Linked DNA regions of Rattus norvegicus: region 2 is linked to region 1. The links are chromatin contacts, called in public Hi-C maps. All regions are on one chromosome and are shown on one strand. The core of a region is the stretch at or near the end of the contact, and the rest is flanking DNA. Distances in the headings are between cores, read along the strand shown. Region 1 overlaps Atp11c (ATPase phospholipid transporting 11C). Region 2 holds the start of Atp11c (ATPase phospholipid transporting 11C).

Region 1 (4,571 bases), core at 1,181-3,680:
TACCTCTTAAAACCGGTGTGTACATCTGTTTTCATTTTACTTCTTCCTTGGTCTTTAATGGTAAATTAGATTTGAAATAAATTATTAGTAGTCTACAGGCACTGGACAAAACTGGAATAAGTTTCATTCTTGCCTTATCCCTCTTGGGATGGCATGGAAATAGATACTTTTTCTAATTGTAATCATTAAAAAAAACTAATGAACTCTTCTCTTTTATAAACTCTCTATTTCCCTTTGCTAACCACCTTCTTTTATTTGTACTGCATGTACTACTGATAGTTGCTGTTTATTTCATTCTGAATTCCTCCATGAAACTGGACACATATACATTGTAGAAAATGGTGGCTCACAACCTTCCATAACTCCAGTTCCATGGGATTCACAACTTTCTTCTGACCTCTGTGAACATAAGGCATGCAAGCAAATAACATGCATGCAAGCAAAATATTCATGTGTACAAAATAAATCTAAAAAATAGAAAGTTGTGCTTGTAAGGAAATGTTCTATTAAGGTGTTTTGTTTGTTGTTCACATAGGGGTTGATTGTGTCTACATTCTGGTAAGTAATATATGATGAGTACAATATTTGTCTACTTGTAGGAATATATTTATATCTTTCTTCAGATTTGGCACAGCAAGTGAATAAATCTAATCCTGTGGAGTATTTTTCTAAACACATAATAGTATTTTGCCTTGTTAAACTATTGTATGTGCAACTGTAGAATATAGAATATTATTTGAATTTTTAAAATTATTGACATATATTTTTATATATACTAATGGAATTCAGTGTGACATTACCATGTAGATAGACATCACCAGTCACATTCAACCTTTCTTTTGTTACCCTAATGCTTTCTCAGTCTTTACTAATCGTTCTATTTTGAAGTCAGCCTCTGTGAAGATTCCATATGTAAGCGAGACCCTACTTGTCTTTCTTTAGCTTATTTAACGTATCATTTTGTCCTCTAATTCAATCCAATGTGCTGTAAAGACAAGATTTCATTTTTTATAGCTGATAACAGTCTAGTGTTTGTATGTGTTACTTTTTTTTATACATTAACCTGTTGAGGATTACCTACGCTAATTCAATATCTTAACCATTAAGGGTAATACTAAAATAATCTTAATAGTTTACTTTCTAAAATCAAAGTTTAAAAGTTTTCAGTGTAAGCAATTACCCCATACTGCATTTCTTGGGAGCAATGAAAACCTAAAATTGCATTGTGTTAATAGTTGCATGATGCTTTGAATATATTAAAAATTATTTCATGATAAAAAAGTAGGTCCTATGAGTATATTAATGACAGGTCAATAAAGCTGTTTGAGGAGGTACTCAAATCATTATATAATTATGCTACAATTTACTTAGCTTCGTGTACTTTCATAAATTGCTTTCTTCGCTGTAGCCTGACTTCTTCAAATGTGTAGTGAAGATAATACTCACTAAAATCTTCTGTTATCAGCTGATTATGAGAATAAAATGAACAAATTATGTCTTTGAACATAAACTTAAGATGTCAGTAATGTTTGACAGTTTAAAATTATGTATAGACCTTAGAAAAATCTGGGAATGGATTAATTCATTTTCAAAGATTGGATAATAAATGAAACCAACTTAGCATTTTGCTACTCAGGATGAATATGTGGTTAGACAGAATATTTACAGGCAAGAGAAATATCAGCATTTATTATTCAGGGAGGAAAAACAGATCCAGCAAGGGAAAATGAAGAAGATTCCTTAAAGAAAAGTGGTGTCATGGAAAGAAAGGGCAAGCAGTCTTTCTGTGGATGGTGGTGGTAGGGCTAGAGAGATGTCCAAGCCTGGCACCTGGAGCGAGTGCTGGTACAGTAGTAGAATATTTCTCTGCCAGGCATTAGAGCTCTGGATTGTTTTAGTATTTGCAGAATACTATAAAACAGCAAAAAATCAGAAGAAAAATTTAAACTGTAAGTTTCCATTGGATTTAGCAAGTTTGTATTGTGGGAATATGCTAACCAAATTACAGAGAAAGAAGGTGGAGAGAAAGCATGAGGGAATCCCTGGATATTTTTGTCTGTTTTATTTTATTTTGAGAAAGATGGTCATTTCTTTAGCAATTATGTGTTAAGTTCTTACTACATGTTAGGCATTGCTGTAGGTAATTGTGGTATACCAGTGATCACAACAAAATAATCTCTGTCCTAAAGGCTCTTCCTTCTCAATAGTCCTAGTAGAAGGAAGAGGCTAGGGAGATTTTTTTTTTTAAAGTCGGGAGTGCTTAAACATATTTAAAGGAAGGAATAATGGGGGACAGAGTAGACATGACGTGACTTAATGATGTAGAGGCAAAATTATGGCATTGGTGCACAGAGGTGGGAACATTGAAATCAGAAAAGGGAGTAGCTAGGCTTGGTGATTCGCCACCTCTAATTGCAGCACTTGGTTGGCAGAGACAAGTGGATCTGTGAGCTTCCAGATCAGCTTGGTCTCCTTAGAAACTGCCAGGACAGCCAGGACAAAATAAAAGAGAGCCTGTCTCAAAAAAGGAAAGAAGTGTAGGTGAAGGCTTTTGATCAGAACAGCCATTTTTTGTTTCTCAAACTAGAACAAAGAGCTGGTATATCCATGCAGGGAAATGGGAGAAGCCTCTTGGAACTAGAGGACATTGGCTGCGGGATGAAGGAGCAAGGTCTCATGTAGAACAAAGTATGGAAGGCAATTTGAGAGGGCTATAAAACCTTGAAAACTATGCTTAGGTTGAATGTGAGATTGTAGAAAAGAAGTTCTGAGACTTCTAGGTTTCTGGATCAGCTGGGGGAGGTTGTCTTTTGTGGATAATGGACTTTCCAAGTACTGTAGCAAGAGTTAGTGTAGAGAACAAGAGTGAAAGCCAAGTTTCAAAGTCTTCATTCAGTGTCAATAAGTGACCAAAGTGTTTTTGATAGAGATGATGAGATGATGTTAAAGGTCATGGAGATAAAGACGTCAAAGAATTATGGAATAAATTGACTGCACATTAACATGACAGTTTCATCAGATGCTGGAAGGAGATGAAATGGAATTACTAATGACCCAAGTGAATGAGGTCAAAAGTTCTTAGGGTGGATAGTTGCCCATGTGAGAAGCAACCAGTGTTTCTCTTCACGTGGTATGAGCCAAAAGGTACGAGGTGATGAGGTTGAATTCGTAGACTATATGAGCAGTGCAGGGGCTAAAGGAAACTCTGGGTGGTGAAGTTGGAGGCATGTCAAGAATATACGGGTATTTCCAGGGGAGAATTTCCAATTTAATACTAAAGAGAAAATGGTTAACAAGGCTAGGCTAGCAATTTCTGCAGGGCATAGCATAATCATGAAAGACAAGAGAGGAAGGGAGAGGGAACAATAAGGTTATGAATGTGAAAGAGTTGAACATATCCCATGCCTGGAATTCCGGCACTGGGTAGACTGAAACCAGAAAAGATTTTCCTTGAGTTTGAGGCCAGCTTGGGCTACATAGTATATTCCAGGACTGCCTAAGCTATACAGTCTAAACAAAGAAAAGAAAATGTTTTGGGGAGAAATACAGAATAATATGAAGATAAGCAGCAGGATCACAGTCACAGGTAGTTGTAACAGGCTTTTAAAAGGGTTTTACTGTTTTAATCCTTTATTCATTCTCATTCATCCATTCATATTTGTTCCATTTCGCTCCCTCCCTGCTTGTCCCCCTTTCTCTCTTGTCTCCCTACCCTTTCTTCTGTCCAAATGCTATACCATATGAGCAGTTCAGGATTACACAAAATACTCTGTAGTTTCTCTATCTTTTCTATCTGTCGAAAAGAGGCTAAGCCTGTTGTTCCTAAAGCACTGTTGTTTACTAAGCCTGTTGTTCCTAAAGCATGCCCCTGCTATTTAGTCTACTGCTGTTTTAGAAATGTAGTGAGAAGCCTTGGTTGTGATGCCCTTTTTTAGGTTACTTAAAAAAATGAAAATGTGTGCTCTCAGGAATAAACAAGAGCATTGATATGTAGTGTTTATGATCATGATTAAAGCTTAGTTTCTGCTTTTAGTATAGCAGTTGAATGATTGGCATTTATTCATTTGTCTATTTATTTATAAAGAAAGGGATAAAGAACATTGACAAATAATGTAGGTCCAAGATTTACAAAGTAAAACAGTGGATTGTATGCCTGCTCTTTGAACAGTTGCTAAGCTTTATCTTATTTAAACATCCCAAAGCCGTTTTTGATTAGTTCCTTAATTCAGATTATCAGACTCTAGTATATGAATTTAAGTCCAGAGGTAATTCATACTAAAAGTTACAAGCACTGATACCACAAACTTGCATGAATTGGTTCTTTAGAAATTTGTTCATTGTGGGGAATGTATTTAAGAAGGAAACCTAATGTTTAACAGCTGTGAAAAAAAAAACTAGACTTTGGTAAAATTGGAGATATAACATTCTGGATAAAAATCATAGGTTACTTGGATTCATACAAGAAGAAATACCTCTTTTCTTTCTTTTATTCTTTTCTCTCTCTACTCCTGGGTGTGTTCTTTTTCTCTCTTAACTCCCAGATGTTCTGGAACTCACTCTGTAGCATGCTA
Region 2 (4,571 bases), core at 620-3,119, 60 kb before region 1:
GTGTAGAGCAGAAAAAGATTTAGGCAATGTGGTCACATTGATAAAGGACAAAGAAATCCAGTGGCAGCTCATTCAATACTTCTCCCCAAAGGACATGCACATCAAAACACTCTCAGGCAAAGTGTGGTCCCACCTAGCATTGACCTAGCCACATTATCATCTGGATTTTAGTTTCATATTGTAAGATGGTCTGACAAATCGTTAGAAATGTGTAGAATCTCTTCTCTGGACAAATTTCCCTTTCTGGCAGGGAGTTTTTTCATCACCAACTAGGGGATTCCCCTGTAAATTTCCATTCCTTTGGGATCCATTGTTTCAAAACTGTGATGTATAGTCAGACTGAGAGACACAAATGTCTCCTGAGAATATCTTTATTTCTGTCAGGCACATTACTGAGTGGTAATAACTCCCTTCACTTCCCCATTTTAGTATTAAGAATAGTGTCTGTCACATAAAAGTCAACTAATAACCAGTAAATGAATTTCTGTGTTCAGTACAAGTCAGGAAAAAACAACTTCACTTAAAAGCAATTCCTTGGAGTAGAGAGCACAGTATTATACATGTTGTCGATTAAGTATCCTACTATCTAATTAATACAAATGTTAAGAGTTCTTACAAATCCTTCCACACACCTTAAGTGTGGGCAGAAAGTCATAGCAGGGAAAGAAGAAATGGTGGACTTTACCTCTAGGCAGTTAGAGCCATTCAGGAACTAATTTAAGTCTCTTGCATTTGCACTTTATTGTGCTTGGGCTCCTCCTTGACCACAGAAACAGGGTCAAACTTCATAGCTTGTTTCTATGAATGCTTAGGGGTTAGCTTTCATTTGTAATGCCCCGCCCACAGGTGTCCTGGTTCCTGCTTGACAGAGTGGCTGTGTTCCTTTTCTTAGGCTGCACTGTACTTTCCAACTGACCTCTCCTTCTCTCCCCAGGACTTTGTTCCCTGGGCTCCTCCGAAGCCTTCCCACATGTCCAGGCTTGCATTATTCTCCAGCAGCTCTGTTTATAAGTTTGGCCCAATGAAAATTTCATGGTTTTCCGGAGAGTTTCCCAGGATCCTTTGCAAAGACATTGCCCTCTCCCCTGTTTCCTTTAGCATTAGAAATCATTACATTCTAACATGTAGGTTTTACATGTTTGTAGCTTGTAACTTCACTTCGGCCAGCCTACTGGGGAGGTCTTTTAAAACACATTGCTGTTTCCAGCTTCTAGAAAAAAAAAATGCAGTAAATGTTTGTTGAGATCAAACTATCCTTCGAGGGTAAAATGAGGAGTGCCCTAGCCTCCTCACATTAAAATCCCTTCAGGAGTTCACATTAGGTCAAGAGACTAGCTGAACCCAACCTTTCTAGGCTGGCGAGAGAACAGGCCTCTCTGTACAGAACTGCCTTTACCTACTTCTTTAATGTGTTTATAGAAGAATTGGAAAGTTCTCAGCTCACAGCCTAGGGCGGGCCTCCTCAGAGGATGGTGGAAAAAAAGGGTGAGAGCGTAGAGAACTGTCCGGGCTCAAGGGACTACTTGAGCAAGCTTTCATTTTTACGTTTTAAACTTTTGTGTATTATAATTGTTAAGTTAGCAAATTGAGGGCATGCAGGATTTCATGTGGCGTAAATGTTGAGTTCTGGGAAAGTTTTTCAGCACTCGGGGCTTTACGTAATTTATCCTCCTCATCACATTTCCCACAACTAAGAATCTACCCAGTGTTTCTGATTTCCACACGCAGCTGGTGGGTGGGAACCCTGGTTTAGCCAAACAGTCTCAGCAACACAGTGAGCAGACCCGTGTCGGGCATGTGGGGGAGCTCCCAGCCCACAGTAACAGCCCAAGAGAACCGATGGACTACAACTCCCAGGTTGCACTGGGAGCGTGGAAAAGGGCGGGCGATCAAGGAGAGGGTGGCAGGGAAATCCCGCCCCGCTTCGCAGCACCAACGACACAAAGCCCGACTTTACAACCTCCTAGAGAAAGTGGAAGTAAGAGGGCTTAGGCGGGGTAGACAGACGAAAGAAAACGCAAACCCAAAAAGCCCCAACCCAAACCCAAACTACGAGGTGAAGACGGCTTAGGTGGGACCCGAGAGGGGAGCGTCTCCCGTCTGTAGCCTAGGAGGGGGCGGCTTTTGTAACTACTCCCACCGCCCGCGCCTTGCCGCGCCCGCCCGCGCCAGGGTCTCCTCAGTCCCTGGCTAGTCCGGAGTCTTCCCTCAGGGAGCGGCCACTCCCGGGCAGGAAGCGGGCGCGTCCAGCAGCCTTGAGGCAGGCCACGCCAAGGCTCTTCTCAGCCAGAAGTGCTGGTCGGAAAGCGCGGGGCCGAGGAAGGACTGCCAGTGAAGCGGTGCCACGGACGAGTTAGGGCCGGGGTGAGGGAGAGCGTGGCTTCTCACAGACCCCTGGGAGTAGTGTCAGGCGAGGCGTGGGGACGCCCGAGAGGGGCGTCCGCTGGAGCTAGCGAGTGGGGAGTCGGGCGGGGGGCTTAGCGGCAGGACGAGTGTGAGGCGCGGGGTGCTGAGGCGGGCGCTAACGGGGAGTCTGGAGCGCCCCCCCCCCCGCAGGGAGAGCCGCGGCCGCTCCACCAACCCTCCCCCGCGCGCCCGGCTCGCTTCTAGGCGGGCTGCAGCGGGAGTGCCGGGCGGTGCTGAGGCCAGATAAGGGGAGCAACGGGGCCGCCGCCCCCGAGCCGGGCAGGCCGGGGCTGGGGGCGGGTCGCGGGGGAAGGCGGGGCGGGGCGGCGCGCGGGGGCGGGCGGGCGGTTGGGCGGCCGGGGGCGGGGGCGCGCAGAGGCGAGGAGGGCAGGCGGCGGGCTGGCGGCGGGGCAGGCGAGCTAGCTGTCCGCTTTGCGCCGCGGGCCCACGCCGCAGTGTGTTTTGTGGACGGCGCCTTCCCAGACAGCCCAGTGGAGCCCAGCCTGGCACCCCGCAGCCTCGGACGCGATGTTCCGCCGGACCCTCAATCGTTTGGTGAGTACACTTGCTGCGGCTCCACGCGTACCCCGGTGGCCGGTTCCCTGGCCCCCGCCGCTCCTTCCCAGTACCCGTGCGAGGGGACGAGTGGGACGCGCCAGCCCCTCTTCTCCCTCCTCTGCTTTTTAACGGAAACCCGGCACTCCGGGTGGCCTGGGTGGGGAGGCAGGTGGGGTTCTTGGCTGTCCCACCCCTGCTCCAGGACATTTCAGCCAAGGCTCCCCGGGGCTCTGAAGAACTCTGCCTCCTGACTGGGGATCGCCTCGGAGTGGCAGGCGCGCGGAACTCGGGGCGGGGGGCTCCCTGGGGCGGGGGGGGCTCAGTTTCCCAATTAGTAGAAGATGGCGTTGGATTATCGGGGAGGAAGCTTTCTTTTGTTTCCTCAGCCACGAGCACGTGGAGGTAAACCTAGACCTGTCACTGTGGCCCAAAAGAAGAGCTAGGGGTCTGAGAGAGCTGGAGGCTAAACCAGGGTTCAGCCTCGTCCCGGGTTCGGCCCGGTGGGGCGGCCGCTGACCAGAGGCCAGGCAAACTTTGAGGACTCAGCCTCTAAGCTCACCTTGAGGGCAAGAGAAAAAGCGAGGGCACGGTGGGCTGAGGCCAGCAAGCGACAGCGGGAGGCTGCACCAGCCTTGCAGAGCTTGGAGCTGAAGCCTCTCAGAGCTCCGTTGGTTCCAGACTTGGAATCCATCCGGTAGCTGAGCTCCTGGGGCCACGTTTTCAATCCCCTCCAAGACCCCAGAAAAGGGAATTTCATCTCTGTGATAATTTTTGGCACGGAGATGGGGGGACTCTATTTCTGTCTGCTATTGACTTTTTGGATTAACCTGTTTACTCAGAGGGTACATTAAGAATTGAGCAAAGTAGAGCAGTTTACTTATATGCTGTTTGTAGTAACTTACCAAATTTCCAGAAGAGGTGTCAGGGAATAGGACTTTATTTCTGCCAGGGATGTTAAAGAAAGCCTTCATCATAAAATTTCGGTGCCCCCCCCACTCCTGTTAAGGGGAAAGAATGCGGAGTGCTTCCCCCTTCCGTCTTAGGATAGATTTAAGAACTTGACAATTTGATAACTTTGTGGGGTCATTTCTAATTAAATCTTTGGTGACATATTTTTTCGTAGTTCAGATCAATTTGCTGTCATCCCCCCCCCCCCGTATTTGAAACTTTCAAAAATGTTCCCTGCTAAATCACACTTAATCCCCTTTTGCAGCATCAGCATAATAATACTGTTACGGTTTTGCTAAATGTTTATTTCACTCAGAAACATGCAAAGGAAGGTGGAGGTGATTATTACCTGTGGCATTGAGCTGCAAAGCTTGTGCACATCAAGGATCTCAAGAGCCATGGGAATTGAATTGTGTTGGATGCTTTTTGGAAGCAAGTGACTACAATTTGTTCTCACATTTACAGCCTGAGACTGTAAAAGAGCATTGTACCTCCTAGTTCTGTTTCACATAGATTCTTGTGATTTTGAAGTGTTGTTTTTGGGGCGATAAAAAGGGAAAGGTGACATGAAAGCTAATTGTAATGCTTAGCATAGGGTAGTCTTTTCCCATGACACTCATATGTTAGAAACGAACTGGTGTCCAGGTCATAGTAAATTC

What was found. A called contact is a pair of places that touch in the nucleus more often than the background predicts.
Region 2: a contact with region 1 is called in a Hi-C map of hepatocytes, with 1.6 times the contacts expected there. The contact joins the promoter of Atp11c here to the enhancer-like site in region 1. A contact is called at or near these places in 3 of 12 Hi-C or Micro-C datasets (hepatocytes, kidney and liver).

Annotation. Positions count from the first base shown.
Region 1 is chrX:143,726,175-143,730,745 of GRCr8, reverse strand. All of the region lies in intron 2 of Atp11c (ATPase phospholipid transporting 11C), which reads left to right. Among named protein-coding and RNA genes, the nearest start is that of Mir3589, 50 kb to the left of the region's middle. Within about 2 kb of position 2,430, at least 2 of the 93 cell types and tissues checked have an H3K27ac peak or open chromatin away from gene starts, as enhancers often do. A contact at or near this core is called in hepatocytes and liver, where this site is marked.
Region 2 is chrX:143,785,705-143,790,275 of GRCr8, reverse strand. It overlaps Atp11c (ATPase phospholipid transporting 11C), which reads left to right and starts at 1,869. Exons shown (of 31, transcript XM_039100444.2): 1 at 1,869-1,978; 2 at 2,863-2,961. The coding sequence starts at 2,935.